Linked DNA regions of Hordeum vulgare: region 1 is linked to region 2. Evidence: chromatin contacts called from public Hi-C data. All regions are on one chromosome and are shown on one strand. The core of a region is the stretch at or near the end of the contact, and the rest is flanking DNA. Distances in the headings are between cores, read along the strand shown. Region 1 holds the start of LOC123411622 (RNA-binding protein 208). Region 2 holds the start of LOC123412186.

What was found. Hi-C and Micro-C count contacts between places; a contact is called where the count stands out from the background.
Region 1: a Hi-C map of leaf shows a contact between it and region 2, with 6 times the contacts expected there. The contact joins the promoter of LOC123411622 here to the promoter of LOC123412186 in region 2. A contact is called at or near these places in 4 of 6 Hi-C or Micro-C datasets (leaf and seedling) and 1 of 1 datasets of contacts at active chromatin or transcription factors (embryo).

The regions. Positions count from the first base shown.
Region 1 is chr7H:187,688,659-187,692,880 of MorexV3_pseudomolecules_assembly, forward strand. It overlaps LOC123411622 (RNA-binding protein 208), which reads left to right and starts at 1,312. Exons shown (of 12, transcript XM_045104587.1): 1 at 1,312-1,711; 2 at 2,660-2,721; 3 at 3,039-3,141; 4 at 3,633-3,709; 5 at 3,804-3,865; 6 at 3,952-4,039; 7 at 4,120-4,195. The coding sequence starts at 1,550.
Region 2 is chr7H:187,405,058-187,409,295 of MorexV3_pseudomolecules_assembly, forward strand. It overlaps LOC123412186, which reads left to right and starts at 1,278. Exons shown (of 4, transcript XR_006613437.1): 1 at 1,278-1,556.

The DNA.
Region 1 (4,222 bases), core at 62-2,561, 280 kb after region 2:
TGGCCTCATCATGTTAGTTAAACACACATGATGCGATTAGCTCAAGGAAAACTATGCCACGACGAAGCTTTCCATTCGTTGTTCTTGTGAGTGCATATTTCGCATGGCAAATACTGCTAAATTACATAATCATGTAGGGTTGATGTGCTAGTGCATGCACGGTGGATGGGTGCAAGGGCCAAGAGAACGAGCAAAACGATCCTACGGATCCAAGCCGGATTCATATCTTAAGGATGGTAGGCGGGAAGAGACGGGATCACGTGTCGCCATCACCGTCGGTTCAACCGACGCAGATGCAGCCTTCTTCTTTTTCTCCTCACGGGGCACGTCGAGGACAGTGACAGTATGGGGTGGGGGGAGGGGTGGTGGTTGGGGTTGGTGGGGTGGAGGACGAGGACGATGAATTTATTCCTCTCACGGGGCATGTCGGGGACGGTGAAGGTCACGAGCACGACGACGAGGAATAGATCAAACGAAGACCTTGAACTGGATCAAGTAGACGTGGATCTGGTCCTGAGGTGATCGGTTCAAGAAAAGATATTTCCTCCTGAACCATTATGCCCTTCCCAAAATTAACATATTGAATTTAATTAATTTTAATTTTCCACAAGATCGGACGGCTAATAAAAATCAGAGAAGTAAGGCCCTCTTTGGAACCACCCAGATTATATAATCCAGTTTTTATAATCTATTCTGTCCCCAAACAGGACAAATTATGGTGTAGATTATAAAAACTGGATGGATAAATTATTAAAAACTCATAATCTACTCTATAACAGCTAAAATCAGATTATGGATTGCTAATGACCCATTACCCTTATAAAGTTGGAGACAATTAAATTTCTACCACCGCCACCCTCCTCTTTAAAAAAAAAACAAAGAACAGACATGTCATTATGCAATGTAAAACCTGGATTACAGTTTATATAATCTAACCTCCAAACATGTCCACCTAGATTATTTTTATAAACCAGATTATATAATATATCTTCATAATCCAGATTATTATAATCTATTATGGTTTCAAACAGGGCCGAATGTTAACCCAATCACCGTAAAACAGCTCCTGATGTGGGAGCACAGATTATGCATGATATTTGGGCAAAACAGGCACAAGAACCATTATCATATGATCATATCCGTGTTTATATTTGAAAAAGCGACCCAAATCCTAGCAGGCAGTTGGGAGGCAGGATCACCGGGTCCACCTGTCACTGAGCCATGGGATTGGGGAGCCACACACAAAAGTCCACGTCATCTCCCCTGGATAGGTGAAAATCCCCATACTGCCCCTCCACCCTCCCTAATCTCCATTGGAGTCCGACGAGGAGGAAAACAGAGGGAGAAAAAAGAGGAGAGAGAGCGAGAGCGAGAGAGAGAAAATACGAGGAAAAATCTCACCTCCTCTTCCTCCGTTCCCCTGCTCGATCCGCCACGAGAAATTCGCCGCCAAATCTATTGATCTGTTGGATCCAATCCGCCGATCCGTCGATCGGTTCGCGCGGGCCCTCGGTCCCCCGGTGTCTCGATCCGGTCGGAGTCGGAGGAGATGAATGGCGCCGGCGCGAGCCAGCAGCAACAGCAGCAGCAGCAGAGGCTCCGGCAGCAGCAGCAGCAACAGCAGCAGGCCCTCCTGATGCAGCAGGCGCTGCAGCAGCAGCAGTATCAGTCCGGTGTCCTCGCCGCCGCGGCCGCCGCGGCCATGACTCAGGTCGCCCTCTATTTCCTCGGTTCCTGATCTATTTGTTTGCTCGTGCATTCAGACGCAGCAATGCACGCCGATCTGTCCGTCAGCGCGGAATATTGTTGTTTGCTTGGTGCGTTCCCCCATTTCTTCTCCAGTTGTTGGGGGTAGGTGTGTGTTGTTCGTTAGCGACTTTTTGGCTTGATGGCTGAGTTTCTTCCGTGGAATGGAGCAGCTGCTATTGCCATCTGAGTTGCATTTGCATGGTGGCGCATGTCTTGTTGTCCTCCGGTTGGTTGGAACATTGCTCCATTGCTGTTGGTATTCGAAGCACATTGGTTGGGTAGATGCGATGTAATTGGACAATAGAAGTTTTCAAGGCTTTCGGTTACATTTCCTTGTTTTTGTTTTCATATGCTCCTTGCCTCGTTATCTGTTCAGGCTATGCTTCGCATCTGTTATTTGTATGCACGTGTGATAGCTGTATTGCATGTCGATCTTGGTATGGACCTTGAAGATTGTAGTCTGCGTTTGAGTGAGGATTCTTTGTGACACAATGAATACCGAGTTTTAAATTAAAATTGCTTTCTGTGTCTCTATACTCTTAAGAGCAAGGGCTACTGCTGTCACCATCTGTATAAAGCTTGCCAATTATATTGGCCTATTCATGATACATTGATTGTTGCTCACGGGTTGTTAAATCGATGTGAGATCAATGCTGCATACGCATAGCTCTAGCAGACAGTTGAAACATAGGGTGAGAGGGAGAGAGAGAGAGATGCTTGGATGTAACACAGCACTTGAGTCATTATTATAATGGCATAAACATGACTTTGGAGAACTCGTTTTTTGTTCCTATTGCATCGAGTTTAATTTCATTATCTTTTATATGTTATTTATTTCTCTTTGCTCCTCAACAAGTTTCGGCACCAGCATGTATCTTCTTTTTATTTTTTTTATTTTTACATTTTGCAGATGGAGCCTGTTTCAAATGGCAATCTCCCACCTGGGTTTGATCCATCCACATGTCGCAGTGTGTGAGTGCTTTCGGTGTTCTTTTGTGTTTTCACCTCCATATGATTTTTAGCTTAGTCCTTCTCCTCTTTTAGTCATGCAACTGTGGTTTAATTTTAAAATCAATGTGGAATTCCAAGATGAATTTTTCAAACGGATAGCATAACAACCCATGGTAAAATTTAGATCATGCATAATTTACCGTCGAATCTGTTGCTAATTTATTTCATTCTTTAGTTATTATTAAACCATTATTAAATATGGTTCTATGCTATCGATCTTGATTTTTTATCGATTGTTTCCTGGAATCTGATTTGATTCGCGATGTTGTGACAACTAGGTATGTAGGGAATGTACACCCTAATGTCACTGAGAACCTTCTGATTGAAGTTTTCCAGGGCTCTGGTCCTGTGGAAAGATGCAAGCTCATCCGGAAAGAAAAGGTGCACTTCTACACCCTAATGTGCAATAATACTAGCAAAATTACATGAAAATCTATTGCTTTAAAGGGATTTCGCCTTCCAATTACTTTGATGGCTTTTGTTCATGCACCTCTTGTACTTAACCATAGGTTTGATAAAGAATTAGCGAACGCTGATGTCTTGACATTCCAACATTTTTAATGTTTTAGCCCATGGCTGCCCCGTACCCTACTTGCCGTAAACATGCTTATTGCCCATGGCTGCCCTGTACCCTACTTGCCGTGAACATGCTTATTGCAGTTTATCCTTGTGTGTGTAGGGAACTTTGCTTAGGCTTGTACATATAATTAATTTTCTGTGAATCTATCAAGACACAACCACTTTGTATCTTCTCGAAAATATATACTGGTACTTTTGATATGCTACTGAAAATGTTGCTAAATCGGCAAAAAGCCTACCGTCGTCAGTCAATTTCTATCTGTTTAACAAGGATTATCTCTTGTTCTCTGCAGTCTTCCTTTGGGTTTGTTGACTACTATGATCGGAGGTCAGCGGCTCTTGCAATAATGACCCTTCATGGGCGTCACATGTAAGTTCTGATATATTTAACTTATGTCAACAACAAAGATTCTGGAGTCCTGAATCAACTTCTGACGCTGTCCATTTTGAAATATTTCGCGCAGATACGGTCAAGCAATCAAGGTGAACTGGGCGTTTGCAAGTACACAGAGGGAGGATACATCTGGTGAGATATTTTGAACCTTCTTGTGTCTTGTTTTCCTTTTCTAATTAACCCTTGTTTGGCTAACCGTGCCCATTGAATTATTCCAGGGCATTTCCATATTTTTGTTGGTGATTTGAGTTCTGAAGTGAATGATGCAACTCTTTATGCCTGTTTCTCAACATATCCTTCTTGTTCGTAAGTTTCTAGTTCCCCTTTATTCCCACTACTGTTTCTCTGTAGCTTTTCAGCTGTTCATGTCTGCCATTTATGATCAGTGATGCTCGGGTCATGTGGGATAACAAAACTGGACGCTCCAGAGGTTATGGCTTTGTCTCCTTCCGTAATCAGCAGGTATGAACAACTAAGGCCATTTCTCTT
Region 2 (4,238 bases), core at 28-2,527:
CCTTCTTCCCACGCCCGTCGACGCTGGCCTTAGTGTTCGCACCATCACAACATGTTTGAATGTTGTCAATCTTAAGATGTCTCCCTCTCGACATAAAATGATAAATTTATTAGCCTGTGAGGTTTCGACGAGACGTGCATGCGTGATTATATATATTGTTTTTGTTCTCCATCCTAGTTTTGCCAAAGTGTTCATTTTCAATTCGAATCGACACCGATATGAAGGAAAGACTTATCATGCGCTATCGATTAAGGTTTTATCGTAAATAGCATTTTTTAAATGGTTAACACGTAAAATAATATCATATTCAGATTCTACATATTGTTCTAATCAAATTTCATATATAACATGTTAAATTTAGAGTGAGCGTTAAAAAGATATGAATTTTCAAAGAATCAATTAATATGTACTGCGAGTTGATACCAGAAAACTTGAGGGAGGTCTCTACAAAAAAAATATAACGGACTAAGAATACCTATTTCTTTTATTAGTAGGTATATATGACTATTTTTTTTCTTGATGCCTTTTAGAATATGTGGCAAAATGTTTTTGCCCTCAATGATGGTGGTGAACTGATGATAAATGCGCCTCGTTAGCCAGACATTTGCAAGATAGTGACAATTTTTCCCTTTTGGTTGGGCAACGATGATTAGGTGACAATCTATTTTTCTCTCGATGCCTTTTAGAATATGTGGCAAAATGTTTTTGCCCCCTCAATGATGGAACGGATGATAAATGCGTCTTGTTAGTCCATATATTTGCAGAATAGGTGACAAAATTTTCCTTTTGGTTCATGCTACGTTGATTAGGTGACAGTCTGTTTTTTTGACCCGCAACGATGAATAGGTGACAATCTATTTTTTTTCGCAACGATGATTAGATGACAATTTGTTTTCTTTTTGTCCACAATGATGATTAGGTGGTAATCTATTTCTTTTTGTTGATGCCTTTCAAAATATGTGAGCAAATTTTTTTGCCCCGCAATGATGACGAATAAATGATAGATATGTCTCCTTAGCCATGAAATTTGTAGAAGTGGTGAGAAAAAAAATCGGTGAAATTTTGCAAAACAGGTGAGGAAACAAATATTTTTGACAAGACTAGCTGGCATATCCCCGAGCACCTACTTAGTGAGAATCCCAGATAACCCAACACAGGAGTCGAACTCTGGAAGCTGGGCACACCAACGTGAACCCAACCACTGGGCTACCGCACCGTCCTCGTCACATGTACTCCTTCAGTGGTTAATATAATATATTGATATTGTTTCGTATATTGAAAGTTGAAACCCGTCGCTCTCTGCGTCTCCCGGTCGCAGCTCTCAGCCTCTCCCCCGCCGCCTCCCATCCCCTTTCTCTCGCACAGCCGGCGTCAGATTCCGTCGCGGTCCGCCACTCCGGCCGCCGCCTAGCACGGCCACGACCACGGGCTGATTTACCACTTCCACCATATGGATTCGGTCTTCCCCGCCACCACCGCTCGCGCGCCGTACTAGGGTTTCCGGCTGCTCCATGGACAAGCAGCTGCAGCTCCTCCCCAACACAACCGCTGCTAGGGTATGCATGTGTTCTAATTAGAGATTAAGATATTATTCTTGCATGCCCGGTTCAGTCAAATAATCCAAAATTGCTTATCTTCTTTGAACCAGGTTCATTGCAATATCAAAAGCTTTTTTGCATGTCCTCTTATATAAATAATGTTAGAGTTATAATATAAGTCATGTACCTTTTTGTATTTATCCCAATATATAAGGGGTTTCTTGCATATAGTCCACCACATGTACATGTATATATACTGGCCTATGGCCTCATGATAATACAAGTTGCTTTCCTAACATGGTATTAGAGCTTAGGTTTTTTTTAGCACGCGCAACGAATGCTCCTCTCGATCCCAACCCACAGCCGTCGTTGCTCCCTTGGCGAGGCGTCTCGTGCTCTTGTCTGGTCCCGCTGGAACACATCTCGGTTCCCTTGACCCGATCTGCAGAGCTGTCATCGTCCCAGGAGGAATTCTGTTGCTGCCGCTCCTTCTTTCAGGCCCGATCCCGCCGCTAAACAACCCTCTCGCCGGATCAGGCGCGGAACGTGCTGCTGGATTAGCCTGCTACCGCGGATCGGGCTGCTGCCGAATCGGGCTGCTGCCGCGGATCTCCAACCACCCACGGGAACGCCACCTCGACTGCTGGATCAGGCGCCAATCGCCAGGCGCCGCCCGGAACCGCTCGCTGCACCCCGATCCGCTTCACGCGCGCGCCAGGATCCGCGGGAGCGCCGCCAGAATCCGCGGGACGCACTCCCGCTTAGCAGTTCCAGGTTCGCCGCGGGACGCACTCCCACGAGGAACGCCGCCCAGACTCTAGCAGTTCCAGGATCGGCTCTAGCAGTTCCTGCCGACGCGGTTTGCAGATCGGCTCTCACGGTTCCAGTCGACGCGGTTCCCGATCCGTTGACTGACTTCCTTTCCAGAAAAATAAAATAAATTAAAAATAAAAACATGTCTACTGCATCTGGCTATGTTGGTGTCCCTCGCTGTTCGGTGATCTTCGATGGAACTAACTACACCGAGTTCACTGGCTTCATGCGCATTCACATGCGTGGCATCCCTCTCTGGGGAGTTCTCTCTGGCGAGATCTGTTGTCTGCCATGTCCGGTTCCTCCTGTGGCTCCCACTCCTCCGACTCCACCGGTTCTTCCTGCGGATGCTCCTCAGGCTACGAAGGATGCGGCTAAGGTTGCTGATGAGGCTGCTATTCGTGCTTATGATGAGAAGGTTTTGATCTATGAGGAGGCTCTTCAGGTGTATCATGGTGCTCTGTCTGTTTACACCCAGTGGCTTGATGATGATGCCCGTGCTGCAGCTGTTCTCACTGCCAGTGTTCTGCCTCAGTTTGCCTCTGAGTTTCTGGGCCTTCCTACTGTCTTTGAGATGTGGACTCACCTTCGTCAGTGCTATGAGCCCTCTGGTGATGCCTTATATCTCTCTGTAGTTCGTCAGGAGCATGTTCTTCAGCAGGGTGACTCTACTATTGATGACTTCTATGCACAGAGTTCTGCTATCTGGCGCCAGCTTGATTCTCTCCGCAGTGCTGGTTGTCGTAGTTGCTCCTGTTGCCAGGCTGTCCAAGCCGATTTGGAGTTTCATCGCGTCTACGAGTTCCTGTCTAGGCTCCGTAAGGAGTTTGAGCCTCGGCGTGCTCAGTTGTTTGCTCGTGGCCGTATTTCTCTCGTGGAGGCGCTTTTTGAGATTCGTGCTGAGGAGACTCGCTTACGTGGTGCTGGTTTGCTGGAGGTTCCCTCGGTGCTCGCTGCTCGGACTTTTTCTACGCCACCTGCTGCACCGACCCCCTCTCGCTCGAGTGCTCCGCTGCTCTTGCCCACTCCTTCTGGCGGCTCAGGACGCCCCCGTTCACATTGTGGCTACTGCAACAATGATGGTAATATTGAGTCCCACTGCTACACGAAGAAGAAACACTTGCGCAAGGCGCGCTCATCATCTACATCGACTTCATCATCTACCTCGACAGCTTCAGCCATCGCTTTGACTGAGCAGGATATTCTAAGATTTAAGCGTCTGCTCGCTGCTTCAGGTTCTTCCTCGACGGGTACTGCTGGTTCTGTACTGAGGCTTCCCGTACTGAGCAACCACCTTCTACACAGTCAGGTACATCCCCATGGGTTCTGGACTCTGGAGGTTCCTTTCATATGATTTCTAATTCTTCCACTCTGTCCTCTCTTTGATCGCTTGATTCTCCTGTTCATGTCCTCACCGCTGATGGTACTCCACTTTCTGTCGTTAGTAGAGGCACTCTTACCACTCCTTATTCTGTTCCTGATGTTGCTCATGTTCCTGGACTTACCATGTATCTGTTTTCCGCTGGTCAACTTGCTGATTCTGGTTGTCATGTCATCCTTGACCTTGACTCTTGTTCTGTCCAGGACCGTTGCACGCACACCCTGGTTGGGGCTGGTCCTCGCCGCCGTGATTCTGAGGGTCTTTGGGAGTTGGACTGGCTTCATGTTCCTTCCGCTGCCCACTCTATCGCCAGTTCTTCCGCTTTGGTCGCCTCGGCTACTGGTTCCTTCCAGCAGTGGCATCATCGACTTGGTCATCTGTGTGGTTCTCGTTTGTCGTCGTTAGTTCGTCGAGGTCTTCTGGGGTATGTCTCAGGAGATGCCTCTTTAGAGTGTCAGGGTTGTCGTCTTGGCAAGCAGATTCAGTTACCATATTCACATAGTGAG